Regions from separate parts of the Mus musculus genome. Here region 1 is linked to region 2. The links are chromatin contacts, called in public promoter capture Hi-C maps. All regions are on one chromosome and are shown on one strand. The core of a region is the stretch at or near the end of the contact, and the rest is flanking DNA. Distances in the headings are between cores, read along the strand shown.

Region 1 (5,397 bases), core at 1,408-3,907, 66 kb before region 2:
AAAACTAAGCTACAAACGGTGTAGCTTGCATTTCCTATCACATGTTGAGAAAAGTCCAAAGACAAGAAGGGATTGGCATGAAATCACAGTGGGGCCTCTCAGAGAGGAGAGGGTGGGAGCCCACAGGGGCGCTCCCCCAACAGGCCATTCTCCAGGACTTGGGATGCTCTGACTTGACCCTGGAGGTAACTGCACTGTTTGCCCTGTGATTGTTCCTTATACCATGCATTTGTTTTGAACACTTTAATCCAGGAGTATTTTATTCCACAATTTAAGCAGGTTTAAAAAGGAGATAGCTAACACTTGTAAAACGCTTGGCACGGTGCCTAGCCCATATTAAGAACTCAACAGATGGCAATTTTATTTACTGTTCTAACTCGGTTGTTAGAGCCGCCTTGTCTCCTAAGCAACCTTCCCGCATCTCCTGGGTGAATGTTGTCTCCATGAAGCCTGGCTTGGAGGCTTAGAATCCGGACTCTTGTTTCCCAGGGCGACCCCCTGTGAGACCTGCTGGGCTTTCCCAGTGGAAGGTGTGGTGTATAAAACGGGCTCACACCCTCCTCATGTGCTGCCAGAGTTTGGCAGTGTGCAAAAATAAAATAAAATAATGCAATTCCCAAAAACTAGTCTGCTAAAACGAACACTGTGCATCCTGGGGACCAAGCTAGAGTCCTGCCTGCTGGCATTTGGAGGTCAAGATTGAACCCAGTGGCAAGCTAAGTGGCAAGCGCTAAAGAAAAGGGAGCAGGGAGTTGGCTGGGCAGGGAGGCACACATTTGTAATCCCAGCGCTCTGGAAGTGGAGGCAGGAGGATCAGAAATGTAAGGTGGTCCTCAGCCCCCCTCACTTGGTAGCTAGCTTGGGATACATGAGACCCTGCCTCAAACAAAACAGAGCAAAGCACAAGCAACAAACAGAAAAGAAGAAACAATGGGGAGAGGGAGGGAGGGAGGGAGGGAGGGAGGGAGGGAGGGAGGGAGGGAGGGAGGGAGGGGTGAAATGGTACCTGTGAATCTGAAAGATACCTCTGAGTACCAAGTAAGGCAATGGGCCAGAAGAACCCTGGGGTAGCTGCTATGATATATATATATATATATATATATATATATATATATATATATATATATATATATATATATATATATATATATGTCTTCAGTTCCACGGACAGGCAAGCAATCACTATCTTAAGGGTTTCTAGCAATGTCTCTCTTCCTTCCAAACCTAACACTGCAATCCTACACCGCAACCACTAAACAGCCTGTATCATACTATCTGATTAGTGCTGTTCACCACAAGCAGGGTGGAGTGCTAATTCGCAGAGAGCTGCTGCCAGTCATTTGCAAGTTGGCAGCCCCGCAGAGACACACGTCTGCAGGAATGTGCTGAAGGTCACACAGCCAGCAAGTGCCAGACCAAGAAGGATCTTCCTTTGTGATTGGTTCAGAAGGGAGGGGGTGGAGGGTGGGGGTGGCAGCAGGAGTGGCCTAGAGGCTTGGAGTTAGATGGATGCCTGGTTTGCTAACAGTTCAGAAACTACTTAAACTGACCCAGGGTGGAAATGGGGGTCTGGGTGTGGTTAAGGAGACAGAAGCACTCCCTCTGGCAGCTTGAATGGCTGAACAGCTTCCTGCTGAGTGGTGAGTTAGAAGAAATGGCTTACAAGATCCTGAAAGGAGCCATCATGAAAAGTCCTGTTTTGTGCAGAGCTTCTGATGGGGACTAGCTTTTAGCTTTTGTTTTAAAACTCAACTCTCCAAAATCCCAAAGCATGCCACCATGTTTATGCTCTGCAATCGTATCACCCGTGGGTGCATCTCTAGAGCTCTAGAATAGGTCAGACTCCAGTAAGGCTGCTTGCATGTAGATGACAGTTGCACAGAGCCTCTGGCAATTTAAACAGACTAAGCCTCTAAGAGAGAGAAAGAATTTGCACACCCCCCCTCCCCACTTCTTTGACCCCACACCAGTGACACCGATCTTTCCGTGGCAACCTTCCTGCCATCGGAGGGTGAACAGCTTGTGTGTGTGCCGTGTGCTGTGTGTGCAGCACTGGCCGTGGCAGTTGGCTGTGTTTGGACACTTTGCAATCTGTACTCTGTGCTTTTGTTTCCAGGGTCTCGTGAGCCACTTTACTCTGCTCATGACTCTCCGGTGGAAACATCTTGCTTCCATGGTTCAGAGTGCCTGTGTGTCAGGAATGATGGACATGCTAATTTGGAGCAGGCTTCCATTAAACCTTTGCCATGATTTGGCAAAACTGCCTTGGCTGTGGCTGGTATTCTGACCCAGGAATGGAAACAGATTCTGGCATCTCTCTGTGGCAAGAATAACACAGCTGAGTTGTATGTTGTGGTTCTTACAGTCTCTTAATACTATTTTATAGAGACTTACAAATTGTCCCATGTTCAGCTCAATTTGTTGTTTATTGATTTTTTTTCTTTCATTTGTTTGTTTGTTCGTTTGTTTGTTTATTAAGGCATCTTTCTATATAGCTCTGGCTAGTTTGGAACCCACTCATTCGTGCCATCATGCCTGGCCCACATCTGCTATTTTGATAGGCTTTTTCTTTTAAGCAGTTTTTGATTGATGGCAAAACTGAGCAGGAAGTACAGTTTCCAAAACATGTAACTTCCTCCTCTATGAATATTTCTCAGCCAAGTGGCACATGTGTCACAGATGAGGGTCTGACACTGTCATCACTGTCACCCCTGTATATCCACCATTGTAGTGGTTTCACTGCCCTGAGAAATACCTGGCTTATTTATCTCTGCTCTCTGCTAACCCCCTGTAAAGCCACAGCTTTGTCTTAACCATCCCAGTAGGTGTTCTTTTCCGGTCTGCTCTTTTTCTTGTGTGTGCACTTAAGATTGTTCTGTGTCATTCTATGGCTTGGCAGCTCATTTCTTTTCAGTGCTGAGTAATACTCCATTTGTCTGGATGTACCACAGTGTTTCCTTTCTTCCGTTCTCCTGCTGAGGGACATCTTGGCTGCTTCCTCATTTTAGCAAGTCTGAATGAAGCTGAGATAAACATCCACGCGCAGGTTTCTGTGTGGACATAACTTTTCAATCTTTTGGGTAAATACCCAAAAAGCATGATTACCGGATCATATGGTAAGAGTATATTTAGTTTTGTGAGTCTGCCAAGCTGTCTTCCAACGTGGCGGTTCCACCGGCAGCATAGTGAAGTCCCTGCTTCTAGTCTTGGCAGCGTTTGGCACTGCCAGTGTTTTTAGATGTTAGCCACGCTAATGGTTGTATGATGGCATCTTCCTGTTGCTCTCATTTTCATTCCCGAGTACTGGATGCGTCTTCCATCTCTATATCTTCTTTGATGAGGCATCTGTTCAGAGAGTTTGCCCATTTTAAAACTATGTTCGTTGCTCATATCCCTATTGGGTTTTAAGAGGGTCTTGTGGAGTTTGGATAACGGTCCTTCATCGGGTATGTCTTCTGCCAGTATAGTCTCCCAGCCTTGGCTTTCCCTGTTTTCCTGCACATACAACACTGTGATGTTATATGTGGTAGGGGTTATAAATGCATTTAAAGGAAGCGTTTCCTTTTAGGTTGCTTATTCTCATGGAGAAAAGTCTACTGCCTGGGCATAGCAGTCCTCTGGTGTTTTTATATTGGCTGTCTGTGATACTGATAAGAGATCATAGGTGTGACAAACCGTCCAGAGACCTGCCCTACTGGGACGTTGTCTTACTCAGGAAGAGTTTAAGCAAAACTCTCCTGGCCTGTGTATTCAGATCCTGCACTGGAAGACTGGATGTTACTGGTGATCTAAGACTACCAATGACTGGTAATTACACAGTCTTTCAGAATCCATGTTCACTGGCGTCACCTCCATGGCTTAGTGAAATAGCAAATGACTTACCCAAATGAGGTGGGCTGTGGCAAGAATCATCTTTATTTCGTTTGCCTGGCATAACCATTTCTAAGTAGCATGGAGTTCTAAGCTGTGTGCTTCATGTAACTTCCCATGAAGTTGAGTCTCACATGGGTGAATGGACAAGACACTCTGGCACGCCCCGCCCCCAAGTAATGCAGGCAGGGCTATTTCGATGTGTAGGTGGAAAACAGCGTGCTAGAGCCCAGCACAAGCTCAGAGACCTGCAGTTGGACACAACCAATCCACTGAATCAATAGGCAAGGTGCCACTGCAGAATGTGGTGCCCGGCCTTCAGTCTGAGCTGAGCAGCAGAGAAGCAACCATTTCTTAAGACAGCATCAGCTTTAGCTAACAAGAGCTGAACCGGGCATCCAGGCTGTGCTCCCAACACCAGTCTCTGCCTCATAAGTCATCAAGGTCCCTAGAGATGGCATTCTTTTTGACATTCAAGAAGTTCTGAAGGACAGAAAGGAGTGAGAGGGGCCAAGGGACACAGCCCTGTCTCTAGCCAGGAAGAATTTCTGAGCCACCTGACTGCAAACACTCTTCTTGGTGAGACTGCCACAAATGGTCTCCAGAAATGCATCTCTCAGTCTTAGTTTCTAGCCTGGTGAGTGACAATTTCTGCCAACTCAGCACTGTGATAAGAGTAGTCACAAACCAATTTCAGCCAGCTCAGTACTGTTGCAAGATGAGTCACAGACCACTGTCTGGCACATAGTAGGGACTCAAGAAGTGCTAGGAAATCAAAACATCCATCCTTATTCAGTCTCACCCCAACCAGAAGAACCCAGGTGTGGCCTAAAGACACATGGCTTCTGCTGGGAGTGGGATTCTGTCTTTCATAAGCAAAATTGCCAATGAAAACTAGCTTTAAAAATGATGGTGAATTTGTATCAGTTCATGTCACTGGAAAGTTTTACCAGGCCAGCTTTAGCTTGACTCAGAAGCCCTAGGATATAGTAAAAGACCTGGCTCCTCTCCTCCCCTGCTTCTGCTCCCCTTTCTCTGCACCCCATTTATCTCATCCACTGGTCTTCCCCCCACTCCTCCTCTTCTTCCTCCTCCTCCTCCTCTCCTTCCTTCTTTTCCCCTCATCCCCCCTTTCTCCAGGATCCTGATATATCGCTCAGGCTGGTTCTGAACTCCTGCAGTTTGCTGCTTCATCCTCGATGGAGGTGAGACCACAGACAGCATTATGCCTGGCACCGACCTGGTTTCAACTCGGCTTCTAAGGTTTGAGCTCCTTCCCAAGTCTGGCCTCCCTTATCTGTACAAGATGGTCGTGAACAGACGTCTGGGTCCATCTGTTACATTTTTTTACCCCGTGACGGGAAACTCTTTGTGACAAGAGCTATCACAAGACAGAAGTCTGTTTCTTCCTCAAAAAAAGAGAAGCTTTGAGAGTCTGGGGCTGATTCTCTGATGCCACTCTTCACGTCTAGCATGATCCTCCACTTCCTGGAGCATGGCTCTTTCTTTAAGGTCACCTCAAGGTCC
Region 2 (5,256 bases), core at 1,009-3,508:
GTATATGTATAGGTACAGATATATATTTTTACAGACATGAATGAATCTTAGATACCCAAATCAAATATTAAAACTTTTTATCTCCTGCCACATTGGCTACCAGGGCAGCCAAGGAAAGACTGTTTGGCATGAGAGTCTGAGGCACTGTCCCCAAAAGCTAGCCTTGTTCCTTTCATGGGGCACACCCAGCATACACTATAGAGGCTTCAGAGCAGGATTTAAGCAGCTCATCTGACTGGAACCAGATGCTTTTCTGTGACTGGGCTGTCCTGTGTGACGGAGTGTGTTTGGCAGCATCTCCCTCAAGGTGGGAAGAACGGCTCCCTCCCCAAGTTGTGACAACCAAAAAAAATGTGTCTAGCTGTAATCATCTCTCAGCTTGGAACCACTGCCCAGAAGGATGGGGCAAATATTCCCCCTATGTTGTCTTCTTACTGTCCTAGAAGCCTAATGGTCACCACTGACACTGGAGACTATATGCGTATCCCTGGCTTTTTCAGTGGACATTCAGGGCTCCATTAAGTGCTCAGTAATCTCCATTCCCACGGAGCTCACTGGTGACACTGGTATTGCTGATCCAGGGAGTAATGTTGAAAGCCAGGACCAGTCTGTGCAGGCCGCGAAACATCTGTATTATCCTTTTTTTCTCGCTGTGATAAAACACCACAGCCAAAGCAACTTACACAAAGAAAGGTTTAATTGGAGCTTATGGTTCTAGAGGATAAGAGTCCATCATCACACAGCAGGAAAACATGACAGCAGGCAGACATGGCAGCCAGAATAATGGCAGAGGGCTCACAGCTCTAACCTCAAACAGGAACCAGAGATCAAATTGGAAAGGAGTCTTTGGAAACCTCAAAGCCTGCCTCTAGGGACAGACTTCCTCCAGTGAGACCACACCCTCTAAGCCCTCCCCTTGAAAATCACCAACTGGGGAGCAAATATTCAAATGCCAGACACTCCCGTGGAACATTGTATCATTCAGACCACCAAGCATCCTTATGACCCTGGCTAGGAAGTTCCTAGACCCAATCTAGTGGATGGAAGACAAAACCATCCTGCATTAGAAACAAGATTCTGTTGGTTATAGAAGACAGGCTGTCTCTTTCCTCTGACTCTGTCTCTGGCCCCTGCTACCCCTGGCTTTGCTGGTTCACCCCACCAAAGTCACAGACTCTGGGGGACACTGGGCAAGGAGGCCCAAGCATTGGAGCCACCTTTTGGACAAAGTGAGCATGCTCCTCCCTAACAATGAAATACATGGTGGAAGAACCCTCCTCACGCATAATATTGGGCCCAGGATTCAGGGCAGAGCCCATGGGGTAGGCTAGTGTGAGGTCCTGGCTACAGATTGTCTCTGCTTCTCTCTTAATCCAGCCTGAGGCTCTCTCTTGTGTCTGTTTTCTCTGGCCCTCCCTATGGGACAGCTGTGGTGAGTCAGGGGCAGCTAAATGATCCGAGGCCCCCCCTACATGAAGGCAGCCATTTAGAGCAGAGATGAAGATTGCCTTCCTTCAAGGAGGGCATGGGAAAGTGGCACCTTAAGACAGGAAAATTAAAGGTGACTCTGCACCCCTGAAATAATCTCACTTCTGACCTTTTACAAAAGCTTGGAGCCTGAGAAAGGTCAGTAAGCAGGCACGTGGAGTTATAATATGCACAGTGCCCCTTGGAGAACAGTGTGATGACTTCTAACTGCCAGAGGCTTAGAGAGCTGGCCTCATGGGGAATGCCATCTGGAAAGATGCCCAGGTTCCATGTGGAAGAGTTGTATCCTCAGGCGAAGGAGGAGGAGGAGGAGGAGGAGGAGGAGGAGAGGAAGAGGAAGAGGAAGAGGAAGAGGAAGAGGAAGAGGAAGAGGAAGAGGAAGAGGAAGAGGAAGAGGAAGAGGAAGAAGAAGAAGAAGAAGAAGAAGAAGAAGAAGAAGAAGAAGAAGAAGAAGAAGAAAGAAGACGAAGAAGTTGACAACAACGAAGGGGGAGGAGGAGGGGGGAGGGGGAGGGGAGGGGGGAGGGGATGAAACAAAGACCAGAGATTCTAGAGAAGACACAAAACTGGGCTTCTGGCATCATCCACAGGAAGGGACTCAAGCACAAATTAAGAAGCCTGAGGCTCTGAACATCTTGTCCAGATGGGTTTTTAAAAAGAATCCAGACACCTTTTGAACAGAAACTGGGAGGAGAGAAGCTGACTGGGTAGAGGAAGTGTCTTTATGTGAGAGGATGTTAAGGATAGGACAGGCATCAGGCAGGCAGGCAGGCAGCGGCTGTGACCACCTAAATTGCTGCTGTAATGGCCTGGCATTCTTCTTTGCATCCGCAAGGATGTGAAATACAGACAGCAGTCACCCCTCCTCTCAGCTGCTGTGTTCTCTCTGCATGTTGATGCAGCACAAGCCGTGCGGTGCTATATTTAGCGCACACCAAAATACCTACCACCCAGTCTGCACCCTCCCCTGCCCTGCAAATTAGCCACGGCTGCAGTGTTTCTGTTTCAGCCCCAGGAGAGTGTACTCTGTCCCAGAAGAAGTGCCTCTAGGAACCATGGTGGCGAACATCACAGCAATGGATCCTGATGATGAGGGTTTTCCTGGCCGCCTCCTCTACAGCATCACTACCACCAGCAGCTATTTCATGGTAGACCAGCGTGAGTCATGCACAGTAGCCTCTCCTGCATCCTCGAATGTGAATGTTGAGTGGGTTTTACAATGCTTTCTCTTCCCTCAGGCCTTTCTATCTAGGTTCACCCTTACTTGTCAGGGAAAGGGCGTGTTAAAGGCAGCAGACACCCACCAAAATGGTGGTCTGAGGAGGTCTGTGTGTGAGCAGCTGGGTTACCTTTCACCTTTATGGGAAATATGAAAATATTCTTCTTAACTGCCATTATGATTAAGGTGCAACCCCTGTAAATAGAATGCACATGTCACCATCTGTGTAAAAATGAAGACTTAAGGATATAAAGAAAATTATATTTTGTGGTGAGTTTCTTTTTGTTTGTTTGTTTGTTTGGTTTTGGTTTCTTGAGACAGAGTTTTTCTTTATAGCACTGGCTGACCTGAAACCTGCTCTGTAAACCAGGCTGGCCTCAAACTCAGAGAGCTACCTGAGTACTAGGATTAAAGGCATGAACCACCACTGCCCAGTGACACACACACACACACACACACACACACACACACACACACACACCACAGTGCTGGGGATTCAACCCAGGACCTCATCTATGCTAGGCAAACACTCTACCTCCGAACTTCCCACACCTTTTTTCTGAGTATTTAAACTAAGACTCTGGTTCCAAGTAATAAAAGTGACAGCAAATCTAGCTAAGCACAAGACAGTAGAAAGGAAGAGAAGATAGGAGAGGAGGAGAAGGGAGAGGGGAGAGGGGAGAGGGGAGAGGGGAGAGGGGAGAGGGGAGAGGGGAGAGGGGAGAGGGGAGAGGGGAGAGGGGAGAGGGGAGAGGGGAGGGGAGAGGGGAGGAAGAGGCACATCTCATAAGAAAGAGTCAGATAATCAGGGCAGAGGACCTCAGCAGCTCAAGTTCTGGGCTTTTGCCTGCAGCTCCAACTGTAGCTCACTCACTCTCCGATGTGTGTTTCTTAGCAACAGATTCTCCAATAGAGAATCCAGTGGATCAAATTGAAGTCAGCTACCCACCAGTTCTGTCAGCAGTGGACAGTGCTGTACTCAGGGCCCAACCCTGAACTGTAAAGTGTAGCTTTAGAGAAAGATCAGGTCAGGTGTTCCAATAAACATCAAACCCAGAAACACACGACATGTCTGTAGAGGGGCTATTCCCGGTGCAAGCTGATCATCATTCTGGCACAGTCTTTTCCTGTGTTCTCCATTGTCTTCTAATCTTTGCCTCCTTAGTGACAGGGACAATCCAAGTGGCCCGAAGGCTAGATCGAGATGCAGGCGAACTGAGACAGAATCCCATCATTTCTCTGGAAGTTCGAGTGAGAGACAGGCCCTCTGGGGGTCAGGAGAACCGCATGCAGATAACCTTCATTGTGGAAGACATCAATGACAACCCTGCAACATGCAGAAAGCTCACTTTCAGGTAGTCACCAGTTGGAATGTATCCCCTCTTGGGTGGTGCTTGACCCATGGATTCTCTGATAAGGCATGGCATTGGGGACTGACTCTCTACAAGCCGATTTGAGGTGTCCCATTTCCTTCAAAGATCGTTTTGTTATTCCTTACCCATTTCCATCCCTCCTCATTATTTCTCCTTCACTTTCCACCTGTTTTTACAGCTTTTTAATTTTGTTCCATTTGCACCACAGGCCCTCTCTGGACTGTGTCTTTTCTTTACTTACTACTGCCAGGGGTGAAATGGTGCTGTTAGCACTTGTAATAGATGCTGGAGAGTCAGAATTAGTAACCAAGCACTCCCAAAGAAATCTCAGTATATAATATGAATAAATCAAAACAAGTCAGTGGGTAAAACGAAACAAAAATCTAATTCACCTGACACGACTTAATTGCATACATGTGGAGGGGAAATACAGAATGTATCTGAGACATGAGTTATATTATTTTCACTTGTTCTTTGACTCACAGTTAATTCACAATCAGTTTAAAGTAAAGCCTTTTAATAATTGTTTATTTTTATTTTATGTATGTTAGTGTTTTGCCTGAATATATGGCTGTGCACTACATGCCTACCTGGTTTCCTACAGAGGTCAGAAGGAGGTATCAGACTCTCTGGATACACACAGAACATACCCTTGCTCATTTTGCTGCTATTTTATCAAAAAGCCACACAATTGGGAATTCTTCCATAATAGCTTGAGTTCCATGTTTTTTTGCTAGCCAGTCCCTGGAAGTCTGAATGGGGTCAGTTTGGGGGTGGAGTGCATCTCAGCAAAGACCCTTTGTGGGCAGAGTGCCCTGCATCTGAAGTGAAACTGAGTATCAGAACTGGCCTCTGTTTTGATGACCTTATTGGCAGAGTCTCTTGGGCTATCTTTGACTGCTTTTTTTCCGGGTTTGCTCCTGGTGATTTGGGGCAGATTTAATACATAGCATGGCCATGCTAAAGGCAAAGAGCCTTGACAAAGACCATCCGGGCTTATCAATAGCTATTATGCTCATTTGACCAGCTTACCCTTTTTCACAACTTTCATGCTCTACTCAGTGCTAGGGGAACTGTGTTGTGGCTCTCAGTCTGTCTGGACACATTTCAGATCCACCATGTGCCTCACCCTATGCCCCTTCTTTGCAGACCATCTTCTCGTGACCAATGGGGGAG

What was found. Capture Hi-C pulls out chosen DNA fragments and counts their contacts.
Region 1: a contact with region 2 is called in a promoter capture Hi-C map of adipose tissue, with 2.2 times the contacts expected there. The contact joins two enhancer-like sites. A contact is called at or near these places in 13 of 39 promoter capture datasets (the 3T3-L1 cell line, 3T3-L1-derived adipocytes, cranial neural crest and 7 more), 1 of 484 Hi-C or Micro-C datasets (nephron progenitors) and 2 of 9 other capture datasets (adipose tissue and liver).

The regions. Positions count from the first base shown.
Region 1 is chr12:33,125,616-33,131,012 of GRCm38.p6, reverse strand. All of the region lies in intron 4 of F730043M19Rik (RIKEN cDNA F730043M19 gene), which reads left to right. Among named protein-coding and RNA genes, the nearest start is that of Atxn7l1, 19 kb to the left of the region's middle. Within about 2 kb of position 2,657, at least 47 of the 459 cell types and tissues checked have an H3K27ac peak or open chromatin away from gene starts, as enhancers often do. A contact at or near this core is called in adipose tissue, where this site is marked.
Region 2 is chr12:33,059,038-33,064,293 of GRCm38.p6, reverse strand. It overlaps Cdhr3 (cadherin-related family member 3), which reads left to right. Exons shown (of 20, transcript NM_001024478.1): 7 at 2,498-2,646; 8 at 3,873-4,062. Among named protein-coding and RNA genes, the nearest start is that of Cdhr3, 31 kb to the left of the region's middle. Within about 2 kb of position 2,258, at least 54 of the 459 cell types and tissues checked have an H3K27ac peak or open chromatin away from gene starts, as enhancers often do. A contact at or near this core is called in adipose tissue, where this site is marked.